3 separate regions of the Arachis hypogaea genome follow, and regions 1 and 3 are each linked to region 2. The links are chromatin contacts, called in public Hi-C maps. All regions are on one chromosome and are shown on one strand. The core of a region is the stretch at or near the end of the contact, and the rest is flanking DNA. Distances in the headings are between cores, read along the strand shown.

What was found. A called contact is a pair of places that touch in the nucleus more often than the background predicts.
Region 1: a Hi-C map of an unstated tissue shows a contact between it and region 2, with 3 times the contacts expected there. The contact joins the promoter of LOC112695582 here to the promoter of LOC112695589 in region 2. A contact is called at or near these places in 3 of 8 Hi-C or Micro-C datasets (leaf and an unstated tissue).
Region 3: a Hi-C map of leaf shows a contact between it and region 2, with 2.4 times the contacts expected there. The contact joins the promoter of LOC112695576 here to the promoter of LOC112695589 in region 2. A contact is called at or near these places in 2 of 8 Hi-C or Micro-C datasets (leaf and an unstated tissue).

The regions. Positions count from the first base shown.
Region 1 is chr1:86,921,290-86,925,475 of arahy.Tifrunner.gnm2.J5K5, forward strand. It overlaps LOC112695582 (aldehyde dehydrogenase family 2 member B4, mitochondrial), which reads right to left and starts at 1,962. Exons shown (of 11, transcript XM_025747980.2): 1 at 1,473-1,962; 2 at 1,132-1,269; 3 at 651-793; 4 at 399-552; 5 at 70-299. The coding sequence starts at 1,554. It overlaps LOC112743570 (a long non-coding RNA gene), which reads right to left. Exons shown (of 11, transcript XR_011863691.1): 11 at 4,059-4,186.
Region 2 is chr1:87,065,454-87,069,759 of arahy.Tifrunner.gnm2.J5K5, forward strand. It overlaps LOC112695589, which reads right to left and starts at 1,668. Exons shown (of 5, transcript XM_072199258.1): 1 at 1,561-1,668; 2 at 1,048-1,358; 3 at 887-970. The coding sequence starts at 1,344.
Region 3 is chr1:86,830,108-86,834,523 of arahy.Tifrunner.gnm2.J5K5, forward strand. It overlaps LOC112695576 (U-box domain-containing protein 19-like), which reads right to left and starts at 2,044. Exons shown (of 1, transcript XM_025747967.3): 1 at 1-2,044. The coding sequence starts at 1,282.

The DNA of each region.
Region 1 (4,186 bases), core at 712-3,211, 140 kb before region 2:
AGTGAACTGTAGAGTTTCCCAAACAGAGGTTCAAATAAATGTGTATTTGGTTAGTTGTGTGAATTTGACCTCATGAAAGAGTTTAGCCACATAAAGAGCGGTGAGGGGTGTTTGCTCAGCAGTCTTCAAAATGACAGTGTTACCACAAGCCAGAGCTGGACCAACTTTCCAAGCAAACATAATTAGAGGAAAATTCCAAGGTATGATTTGTCCTGCAACCCCAATTGGTTCATGCAATGTTTGCACGTGATATTTTCCATCAGCCGGTACGGTCATCCCGTGAATTTTATCAGCCCAACCTGCCCAACAACAATTCATTCTTCTTTCTCATACTTAATGTTCTTACCACAAAATTAGTACACATTATTGTTAAGTAATATAAGTTACTGATCTAATACCAGCATAGTAGTGGAACAAACGCACAAACAATGGCAATTCGTCGTTGAAAGATTGCTCATAAGGCTTTCCATTGTTCCATGTCTCTAGAGCTGCAAGCTCTTTACTATGCTTCTCCACCAAATCAGCAAACCGCAGCAATATCCGACACCTTTCCTGAACAAATTAAACGGTGTAGTAATCAATATATCAACTGAGAAAAATAATTTTTCTTTCTTGCTATAATAAGAACAAGGAAGGAAGAAATGGTTTACATAAGCAGTCATTTTAGGCCAGGGTCCTTCATCAAAGGCCTTTCGCGCAGCGGCGACGGCGCGGTTGATATCTTCAGCGTCTCCTTCAGCTACTTGAGCTATAACTTCCCCTGTGCGCGGGTCATAGGTTGGAAAAGTCTTCCCTGATAATACCAAAACAAACAAAATAAAATGGTCGCAAAATTACTTATGAGAAAGTTTGCCAGCATTTTTATCAAAATCTGCCCATACTTAATTAACAAAAAAAAAAGTAATTCCAGTTGAAATTTTATATCATTAAAAATACTAATTATCATTAATTGATGATTACAAATCACAAAACTTATTAGCCTTTATCACTTCTTATTTCAAAAAATTCAAATTATTAGTTAAAAATTTAGAAATATGTGAATGTTTACATATTTAACATAAATAAAATAAAATTGTGTTAAATGTGGAAAGCTAAGTAAAGAAATTAAAGTAGATAGATAGAGTGAGAGACCTGATGCAGAATCCACAAACTTGCCATCTATGAGATGCTGAGTGTAATTGATTTGAACTTGTGGAATAATCACTTCATCAACCGCTGCAGCTGTGCTAAACCTCTTCAATTTTCTGCACCCTCCGCCAGAGTTTCTTCCTGTTGGAAAATACGAACAAAACAGTAACCGCTGCTTTTCGCATAAACACCTTACAATACAAATTAAGCGGAATAATAATGATATATAATAACTGAATCTAGAACAGATGCTCTTATATGAATCTAGAACCACTTATTTAAAGTAACAAAACTCCCTGCAGTTAAAGTTTCTAATTATAACTGAATTAACTTGGTAACAGTACCGAGTGAGTGAAGAAAGGAGTCAGCTCCAGAAGCAGCAGAAAGGGAGCGTGAGAGAAGCCATGAAAGTCTACGAGCTGCCATGGGCAAAGCAATTATCTCTCAAAGACAAATGATTTTGTTGTTGTTTTTGCTTGCTTACTCTGCTTCTTGTTTCTTGTTTCTAGTTCTCAAAAGAAGAAGATGACGATGATAATAAATAAATGAAACAGATTGAAAACTAAGGTACAAATGGTGGCACGATATGAATCGGTAGGTCGCTATTACCGATAACAAAAGGAAAGCAATGGAGTAACTGTCGTTTTGTGCACTTTGCCCACTTTGTGTGGTTTGAAATAAAATGCCATTCTTATGAGTGATAATTCCTATTAACGTGGAAAAGAACGATTAACACACCATAGTAGATGAAACAACCACTCACAAAGTAGTTAGAACATTATTAGCATCCATGGGTTGCTTCAAGTGTAATGTAAATGTTTTCGGGTTGAATGGAATACGTATTTAATTAATGGAGAAATACTAAGTAAACAATGACTATCTTAAATAACATCAACAATCACCAATCAAATAAAAATATGAGAAAGTCTAGAGGGCCAGCAATTTTGTTAAAATTTGGTCGGCACTTAACCATTAAAAGTAAAATAAGTAATCATGCACCATTGAATATAATCTCCCACCGTTAAACACACTTATGATGGCTAATTGATGGTTATATATCACAATTTCTGTTGGTCCTCTAGCACTCCTCTAAAAATATATTACACCTTCATTTAATGCTATTAATTAAATTTACTCTTTTAACCTTATTAATTCACATTGTTCACACATTATTCAAAAGAATTGTTAGTTACTTATACTTTTCCTTAATTAATTTAGGATAGGGGATGCTATATTTTTTTTCAAACACCAACTTTTCAAAAAGTTTTAATAATACTCATAATATTTAATTAGTTTAATTTTATGGAAAATACTATTGTAATGAAGTTTCTTTTTTTTTAGTAGGTACTGAAATGAATTGGTTGTATTGAAAAAGGGACGCATGTTATTGCTGCTACGAGAAACAGACACAAAAACTCAATCAAATCAGTAGTGGCAAGAACTTGTCCGAACTGATGCAGTATATTTATGTTATGGAGTGACATAATTAGCATGATTAATTTATTCTTAGTTATGCTAACAATTGAGTTGGGTTTTTTTTGTGGAAGTTGAGCTCTTATTTTTTTTCAAGTGGTCTAGACTAAAAATATGTATACTTGATCCAAGCAATTTTCGCAAAAGACTTTTTAAGGATAATAATAATAATAATAATAATAATAATAATAATAATAATAATAATAATTGAAGATGTAACTAGCAAGTAGTAGGACTTTGTCTAAAACAAAACTCACATGCAAGAGTGTCCCATTTTTTTTTACGAAGTGGGCCAAAAAAATTAAATGAAGCTTACATTTTTTATATTCATATAATTAAATATTAGAATATTATAATTTAATTTTTCCTGTTAATAATGAATTAAATTATATTTAGAAATTAAAATATTATTATCTAATATGCTTTATTTTGTTTGTATAAAATATGCTATCGTAATTAAAGTTAAATTACATTCAGGAATTAAAAAGGAAAAATAATTTTTGTTAATATTTTGTAATTTGATGATTTAGATTTTTTATTTTTTATAAAAAATTTGAAGAGCATAATAAATATAAAGTAATTAATGAATCATCAAAAGTTTAAAAGAAGAATAAATTTATGAGAAAATAAAACTAACAGAAATATATATTAGATTTAAAAATAAAAATAATTTATATTAATAAATTAATTAAAAGTCAAAATTATACAGATGTCCTGAATAAAAATTGGTTACATACATATCCTAAACAAATTTATATAAATTGAATTAGACAAATTTAATTTTTAGGCATTTATATATAAATTAAATAAGGTTAATTCGATTTATTATGCACAATAGACAGTAAATCGAATACATACATAATAAATAAGTATGAATTTAAATTTTTTATTTTAATTCATACATTAAAAATTTTAAATGTATTTATTAAAATAAAATTTATATTTAGTATTTATAATAATAATTTATATATTTATATGAATATACATAGTTAATAACTTAATATTCACTACAACAAAAGCGCCATTTAGCGGCGGTTATTGGGGCTGCTTAGCGGCGGTTTTCAACCGCCGCAAAACATTTCGTGACGGTTTTCTTAAATGCTGGGAGATAGGACACGGCAAAACGGATAGCGGCGGTTTAAAGTAACCGCTGGAATAACCGCCGCAAAATGCAATTTGGATTTTGTGGCAGTTAGTAACCGCCGCAATATGTTGAAAAAAAAATTGCTATGACCCCGTAACCGCTGCAAAATGTCGAACAAGAGGAAACATGTTATAATTTTGTGGCGGTTCCAAAATCGCCGCCAAACAAAAATTATCCATTAAATTTTATCTTATCTATTTTTTTGCCTATTTTGAGAAATTATGTTTATTAAACTTTAATTTTTTTTGACTTTTTAATTAATTTAAAAAAATTGCAACCAAGTAAAACAACTCAATTAACGTAACAAACCAAATTAAACAAATGCAAACATAACATATATAACGAAATTGTCATAACATCAACCAAAATAAAATAAGAATGCTTAAGTTGAATAAAGTAAGCATAACATAATAAACCAACTTTAATGTAACAGTATCTAAG
Region 2 (4,306 bases), core at 418-2,917:
ATTAATAATATGAATTATAACAATCAATTGATTTATGTCACCATTTCCTTTTAACTTTCCAAATTGGTTCAATATTCTCAGTCACTTTGGCCATCATCATGTACTCTGACTAGTGTCTTGAAATATTTCTAAGCATGCTGTTGGAAACACTAAATGAAATAGTAGAAGAGTAGATGCTTGTAATGTTATGACATCCTTTAAAATAATTAATTATTCTTCCTAGTTTTATAGCATACTGACGTAACTACGTAATCTTGCTGCTTTAGACACATCTTGCTTCTACTAGGTACAAGATGCATGATCAATTTAGCAGATGTCTCTTTCATATATGTAGAGATTAAATAATTACGCAATTTTGATATAATATTGTTTCTGTATAATTTTTTTTAGGGGGGTTATACCAAGTATTAGACTTGTAATGTGATTTTGATTCAAGTAGAGACAGAATATATATTTTTCTTAATATGTAGCTATGCATATGTTCTCATTTCAATAAAATTCCTACATTAATCGCTTTATGTAGCTGTCAAGGATCTAAGTAGTTAGAGACATCTTTTCGGGTGGAGGAGAGTGAACTAAAGAATAGGCCAAAGTTGAGTGACAATGGTATTCAACCCAGAAATAAAGCAATTCCTGCTGTATATGACAGGCTTTATACCTCCGAAGCCTAAGCCAAAGCTTTGGGTCGAGATTTTCGTACAACTATCTCTTTTAAAAAGCTTAAGTTATATCCATAAAATCAGTCTAAATAGTTTAAATTTATTTTTTTTAGTGACAATTAATAAACGCTAAATAAAATAAGTTTTGAGTTATTTGGGTTGATCTTTTTGTCTCTCAAACGTTAAAATATGGACAATTAATGATGTTTAGAGAAAAGAATAATTACCTCAAAGAGATGATCTAGGAAGAAGTGGGTGAAAGAAGCAGCTGAAATCAACAAAAAGCATTGCATCCTTGTGAGGGGAACCTGCTACAAAGTAAGAAACATCATCATAAACTCAAATCATTATTCACCTCATCACTTGGTAGAACTAGAGAGTGACTGACCCTTGAAACAGAATCAAGAAGGTGATTGTGAACAAGATAAGATGACACCCTGGAGTAGAGAACACAAAGAGGGAGTCCCAATATAACAACATAGAACAAAGGATGGTGGATGAGAGTGGCCATGGCAGATCCAACAGCATCAGCAGGTCCACCAAAGAGTGACCCAAGCCACTCCGAGAAAGAACCGATGTCCGGTCCGAAGAAGGCGTTGATGGTGTATGTGAGTGTGTGGTGAGGGCTGAATCTTCCATTGGAGACAGTGGTTAGAGCCAAGCTAGAACCCATGGCATACATCATGTGAGCACCAGGGCCTGGCATCTCAACAAAAACAACAAGAACAAAATCAGAAAATTAAACAGATCTATTTAGATCTCGATGTTAGTTAGGTACATACATAAGCTTGTTCTTTTGCTGTTTGCTGAATTGAGTAAAGTAGTTAATCTGAAAAGGGTAATCTAAACTACTGCGTCATCAGTTAATGTTGGATTGTTCACTGTTGTTATTACTTATTACCGGTTTCAGTTGCTTCGAAATTTAGTTTCTACTTCCATGTAAGGCAAAAAATGATAGTAGTTACTCCCAAGTGTTTTTTTTTGTGAACCACCACGTTATCCAAAAATAGAAATTAGTTCATGTATAAATTAAAAGAAAGATTGTAAACTCAGTTATTATCACACATTTTTCAATTTTTTTAATTCTTTCTAATGTACTTTTTTCTTTTAAATGAAAGAATAATTCAACAAGCAATTATTTAAAATATATTTTCAGGTTTCTGATTATAAAATTTGTTACGATTGTAAAATTGATAAATACTAATTAAATTCTTTTTTTTTGCTATTTAATTTTTAAAATAAGGATACCTAACTAATGTTTTGTTTCTTAATTAAAAAAATTAAAATAAAAAATAATACTCTCAAATATTATAATATCCAATATTGTACCATTTAGTGTTTATAAAATTAAAATTATATTAGATAAACATATAATATTATAATTTTTTTAAAAATAACCAATTAATAAAATAAATGATGATAAACATTATATTTGGTTAGGTTAAAAGTTCAATTTGTATTTAATCCCTATACTAGTGTAGCAGGCCCAAAAATTATTTGTGTAGCCTAAACAATAAAAAACCCAAGTGTCTGAATCATAGCTATTTGGACCAAACTCATAGTCCAACACATTGCCTTCACGAAAAAGGAAAAAAATCTTGTTGCTGGTAAAACTTTATTAATTCGGGTAAAGTACAGAGAAAAAATAGGGAGTTTATCTTTCGATCAAATATCGAAGAAGAAAGAAGAAAAAGCAAAATTTTAAAGGTAATGTCAACTTAATGGAGCGAAAATTAAAATGCTTAAATCAAATATAATCAGAAAAAAAAAAGTAAAAAGTTTTCATTATCATGCAAGTTAATTACTTGTTGAATTCACTTTTTTTCTGTACATGCATTTCGGGTAACAAAAAGAAAGTGGATATTACTTTCTTCTGGTGTAAATTAATAGTTGACATTTAAATTTGGGGTCAAAGCACAAGATTAAAAGTTTGGATTTAGCAAACTCATTGAGGAACCCAAATCAATGAAGTTGCTGCTGCTCATCTCTCTTCTGTGCAGTTTAACTCTGATCTTAATTCCTGATTTTCTAATCTGATTTATGAAAAAAAAAAGGAAAAGACTTCATTTAGTTCAAGGTTCAATGTGTTAACTCAGTTCAATAAAATCTAGCCTTGGCAACCTTACTCCATACAAAAAGGAAAAATCAACTTCAGTTTGCTCGAGGAGAGAGAACCCAAATTCTAATTTCAGAGAATTCTCACAACTCAAAGTTTGAAGTCTAATCAACTTTAGGTAGGTCATATTTTGTTTGTTACAAAAAGGTACGATAATGTATATGGTCTCACTTTAGAGGAACTTAGAGATCAAAATGTAACATGCTTTATCACCATAGATTCTAAAAAATACTTATGGCATAAGAGATTAGGACATGCAAGCATGGTTTAAATCTCCAAGCTTGTAAAAAATAAAAATTAGTTAGGGTCTTCCTAAAATTAAATTTGACAAAGACATTACTTGTGATACTTGTCAAATGGGTAAACAAACCAAATGTTCTTTCAAGTTAAAGGAAGATATCTCAACTAAAAGACCTTTGAAGTTGCTACACATTGATCTTTTTTATTCCACTAGGACTCAAAGTCTAGGAAGAAAATACTATGGTTTGGTTGTGGTTGATGACTATTGATGAGCAGATAATTTATACGCTTTTTGGCACTGTTTTTACATAGTTTTTAGTATGTTTTATTCACTTTTTACTATATTTTTATTAGTTTTTATGCAAAAATCACATTTTTAGACTTTACTATGAGTTTGTGTGTTTTTCTGTGATTTCAGGTATTTTCTGGCTGAAATTGAGGGACCTGAGCAAAAATCTGATTCAGAGGCTAGAAAAGGACTGCAGATGCTGATGGATTTTGACCCTCCTTCACGCGAAATAGATTTTCTGGAGCTACAGAAGTCCAATTAGCGCGCTCTTAATTGTGTTGGAAATTAGACATCTTGAGCTTTCCATCAATATATAATAATCCATACTTTTACCGAGTTGAGATCACACAAACTGGCGTTTAACGCCAACTTTCTACCCTATTATGGCGTTAAACGCCAGAACTGGCATAAAAGCTGGAGTTAAACGCCCAAACTGGCACAAAAGCTGGAGTTAAATGCCAAGAATAGCCTCTATACGTGAAAGCTTCAATGCTCAGTCCAAACACACACCAAGTGGGCCCCGGAAGTGGATTTCTGCACTATCTATCTTAGTTTACCCATTTTCTGTAAACCTAGGTTACTAGTTTTGTATAAAAACTACTTTTAGAGATTCATTTTGTACCTCATGACATTTTACATCTGACTTTGTATCTTCTACGGCATGAGTCTCTAAACCCCATGGTTGGGGGTGAGGAGCTCTGCTTTGTCTTGATGGATTAATGCAATTATTTCTGTTTTCTATTCAATCACGCTTGTTTCTATTCTAAGATATTCATTCGCACTTCAACATGATGAATGTGATGATCTGTGACACTCATCACCATTCTCAACTTATGAACACGTGCCTGACAACCACTTCCGATCTACCTTAGATTGAATGTGTATCTCTTGGGTTCCTGGTTCACGAGTTTGATTCCCTCTTCTGACAATAGAGTGTTCAATTCCGTGAAACCAGAGTCTTCGTAGTATAAGCTAGAATCAATTGGCAGCACTCTTGAGATC
Region 3 (4,416 bases), core at 794-3,293, 230 kb before region 2:
GTTGGATCAAGCACGCTCTGTTGAACAGATTGGACCTAGCAAGTAACCGAATCTCGTAAGCGGCTTTGGATTTCTGTTTGTCCGTACCGAAGGCGAGCATCCGTGTGAGGAACCATGAGACGAACTGCATGGCGTGAGCGTTGGCCGCACTGCCTGGTAATATTGTATTGGCTAAGTCGCGGTTACGGTTGGTTGATTTTGAGAGGGAAATGCCGTTATCATTGCAGAACTGTTGGATGAGTCTCTTGAGGGTTGTGTTTGGGACGAGTTCCGTGTTTGAGAGATTCTCCCCTGTTTTAGGGCATATGGTGTTCCCTGCTTTCAGCCATTTCTTGATGGAAGCTCTGTCGTACGTTTGTCCAGTTGTAACCGTCACGGGATCCGTCATCATCTCCAGAGATATTGGGCAGCGAAAGTCCTCTGGATTGACGGACGTCATCATTTCCGTGCTCATTCTCGTTTCTGATTTCTCTCTGTTATTGCTAATTTCTAGTGTTTCGAAGATCACTACCCTGCAGTAGCTCATCAACCCTAACAAGCTACTCAATAGAGGAGCGTCTCGCTCATGCTCTCGCTCGTTGCAGTTACTGCATTCTAAAGCGACTTCTTCTTCTAAAAGATTTATCTCTCTGTTACACTCGTTCCACGTCTTGATTTCTAGGTACTCGATGATCTCTTTCAATGCATTCTTATCCACTTCGATTCCTTTTTCCAACTGTTTTAGAATTGAATGAACACTCTTGCTCATGTGCTCGTCTTTAGGCTCGTGCTCCATCTTTGCTTTCCTCGCTTGCTTCGCCAGCAGCTCCACCAGCTCCCTCACCTCGCCGGATACCTCGATTTCGTGGAGAGGAAGAACGTCGAGGGAAGTCGCCACTGCGCGAACTAGGGATTGAAACAGGGAGGCCACGTGGTTGGACTTGGCGAGAAGCAAGAGGCGCGCGCCTTGAAGTACGCAATCTTGCAGCAAGAAGTGGATCTTCTGAAACGTGAAGTGAAGTTCCGAGAGGCTGAGGACGGTGGATTGAGGGATTGGTAAGCTTCGTTCTTGAATTTCGAGAAGGAAGAAGAGGATGATACTGACTTGGCGGATTGCTTCTCTTGCGTTTCGTCTCTGTGTTGCGAAGAAGCTGTGTTGGTAGTTGCATATGTTCTGGGAGAGGGTAACAAGGGAGGAAATGAGGGTGTTCGGAGATATCCCTTCGCAAGGGTGCACCGCCGGTAGTGATAGCACACGGCGGTCCCTTTGATGAATGAGATTATTACTATTGTTATGATTCATTTATCTAAGTAGTAAATGGAATAATAACCAATTTTCTAGTGTTTATTACTCTCTCCGAGTGTTTTGGGAGTTGGATTCAAGTTCCAACCCGAATTATTATAGGAAGGGATATAGTCGCATTTTGTGCTGAGTGCTGACTGGATTATCTTGTGGACACGTGGCGTGTATCTGTGAAGGAGATCTGCTGTGAGTTGACTAGGATGAAGAGTAGGGAATGCAGAAAGAGATTCGTCTGATTTTTGGAGGAAAAGGGACACGTGGATAGGTGAGTTTTATTTTTTTTATTATTTTTTTTGTTGTGAATGTTTGGTTAATGGTTGCTTAGAAGGTGGGAAAGTAAAGATAGCAAATGGGTAAGTGGATTGGGATTTAGGTTTGGGAGGGGAGAAGAACTAAGAAGTGATGGCTTGTGGGACCCATGAACCGACCTGACAGGTGGAGTAATCGACTGCCGACGTGTGCTGCAGGGAAGGTCTTGAACGTTACTTTCGCAGTTTCACTTTCTCTCACTCTGCTGTTAACTTGCTGGCCTTGATTCATTAACTAAATGTTAGTTACGTCCAATTGAGGTTCAATCATGGTTTACGAATAACAACAACCATGCTTAGTTAAATACTGCCACGTTTATGTCTTTTTTTTCAAAATTGTACGCTTGCAAATCAATATTGATTATTAATTCTTATGGTTTAGGGTCAGTTGTGCATGCAATGCATGAACAGATTGCACGGCCGCAGTACAAGGTAATAATTAAGGAGACACGGAGTTTAATTAGTGGTTTCAGGTAATTTTTGTTAACCCATTTGTTCGTGCTCGAAGGGATGTCACAATTTGAAGAAGTAGAGACAAAAAATTCTAACTTCGTTAAATGCAGAATCAGATTAGATAAGCAACAAGTAAGATACTCTAAGGCTAAAATTAATAATGTATTAGATAATAAAATAAATTTTATTTACTTGTTAGTTGTTTCTCTTTTTCTAGTCTGTTCTTTAGAATTTTTTTTTTTTTTTTGCAATGAGTGCTTATTGTAGTACATTATTACCAAGATTTTACAGTTATAGAATTTAGTGGCATAGTCATTATGGTATCTAACCTTATTCTGTGAAGTCAGTTTATAGCCTTGATTGCTTCGTGCTTCATCCATTATCTTTTCTTTTATCTAGAACAATGCTCCCAACTCGGATTCTTAGACCCGAGTCCTAGGATCTTGGGTATTCGAGTTTACAAAGTCATGCCGATTTTAGATAAGAATTTCGTGGAATTTATTGAAGGAACCGAACAGTTTTTTTAATTTCAAAAGCAGTTCTAATTCCCTCATTCCACAATTCGATAGTTCTACTCTCTCTTTCTCTCTCTCTCTCTGTAATAAATGCAATTTTAGTTTAAAATTAAATAGCCTTTTATTATTTTTCTCTTTACCTTTTATTTCTATCTTTTATCAAAATCTTTCATTTTCATCTTTTACCAAAACTCTCCCATTCGTGCGAACAGTGTCCTCTTCTTTTCTATACACGAGTAGTTTCTTTTCTTTCTATATTTCTCCCTCGTCAAGTTCATTGTCGCCGACACTCCTTCTATCACATTTTCAAGATTAGTGATTCTGATACCTCGCTGTTCTTGCATGCGATTTTTTCTTTTTAAAATTCTTTCCTGTACATGAGTTTTTATGCATTCTTCATGTTTGTTGATGTTATTTTGGTGCTGTTTTAAAGTTTTTTCTCACATTTGCTTTGTTTATTTTTTTTATTTAGGCCCAATATAGTTGGAGAACCATTATTTGAGTTTTTCTCAAATCATTGATGATTTTGCTTGTCCCCACTGTTTATGCTTTTCTGGATTTGTTTTGTATCTTTGAGATATCCAAAATTTTGTAGTGCTTAGAATTTTTGCTTTCTGGTAGTGGTAGTGATGTAGTGGTGGTGCCCTTGTAGGTGATGGCTAGGAAAAGGTTATTGCGACTCGTGGGCGTGGCGGTGCTGATTTGCCGAGGCCCTGACCTGCTCCTATTAAAATGATGAATAGCAAACTCGAGGTTGACATCTATTTTTGGGTGTCTGAGGAGATTCAAACCACTCCTTCCACTATCACTCAAGAAGAGTTTGATAATCTCCGAGAAGCTTGAATTATTTTTTATTCTGATATTAGCAACTTGTATATTTTTTCTGTTCCGAGATTTGAGAACCATCTGTGCCACATAAATGAGCACGCCAGTACTGTCCTGGATTGGTTATGGATGTATGAAACTTTGTTCTCCTGGATTGGGATTTGCTTACCCTTTTTCGATTTTCAGGTGAGCGTTTTGACTCACACGGGGTGTGCCCCTTCGCAACTCTATCCTAATACTTGAGCGATTATCCGAGGCTTTGAGCTCCTGTGCTCATTTTTGGATATCGAACCCACACTTAGGGTCTTTTTCTACTTTTTTGACTTTGACAATTTCTTTTAGGTCTCAGGGTTGCGGGTTCATCTCTTTTCAAGGTGTTTGGAATAGAAGAATTTTTACTTTGTTTAAAGAATCCTATCATGGATTTAAGGAAAAAAATTTTAATATTGAGGGGGTAGAGGGCACCACTCCTTTTTCCTGACTTTGGAAGGTGCTAAGAGATTCAATCTCTATTGGAATTATAATGTCCCTACACCAAAAATTCGACTATCCAGCATGAATGTTGATGAACTCCTCAGCATCAATTTGATAATAATGCTATGGAATGAGTGTCCGATAATTCTAAGGGACGTCCTTATAAAGGAGCAAGCTGCTCGGAACGCCATCGGTAAGCCTTCACTTCTTCGCAGCTTTATTTTATTTTTAACTTCTTCATCTCACAAGTTACTTTTTTGCCTTCATTTCCCAATTGACATGGCAGGGGGACTCGCTGCTATCGCTGAGATGAAGAAAAGGCTAGCGACACAGCCTCCAATCATAGCTTGTGGCGATAGAGTTTCTTCCTCTGCCACTGTTAGTCGTCAAGCACAACCTCGGAAGGTCAAAGCGACTGGGGAGGGGCAAGGTCCCGAGATTCACGTCGTCGAGGAGGATTCTCCTGCCAACTCCCATCTAGAAAATTGCCTAAAATGTTGTTCAGGATGACGCTGCTGTTTCTATACCCCGGTCTTCAGGCATGTATTGGACGAGGGAT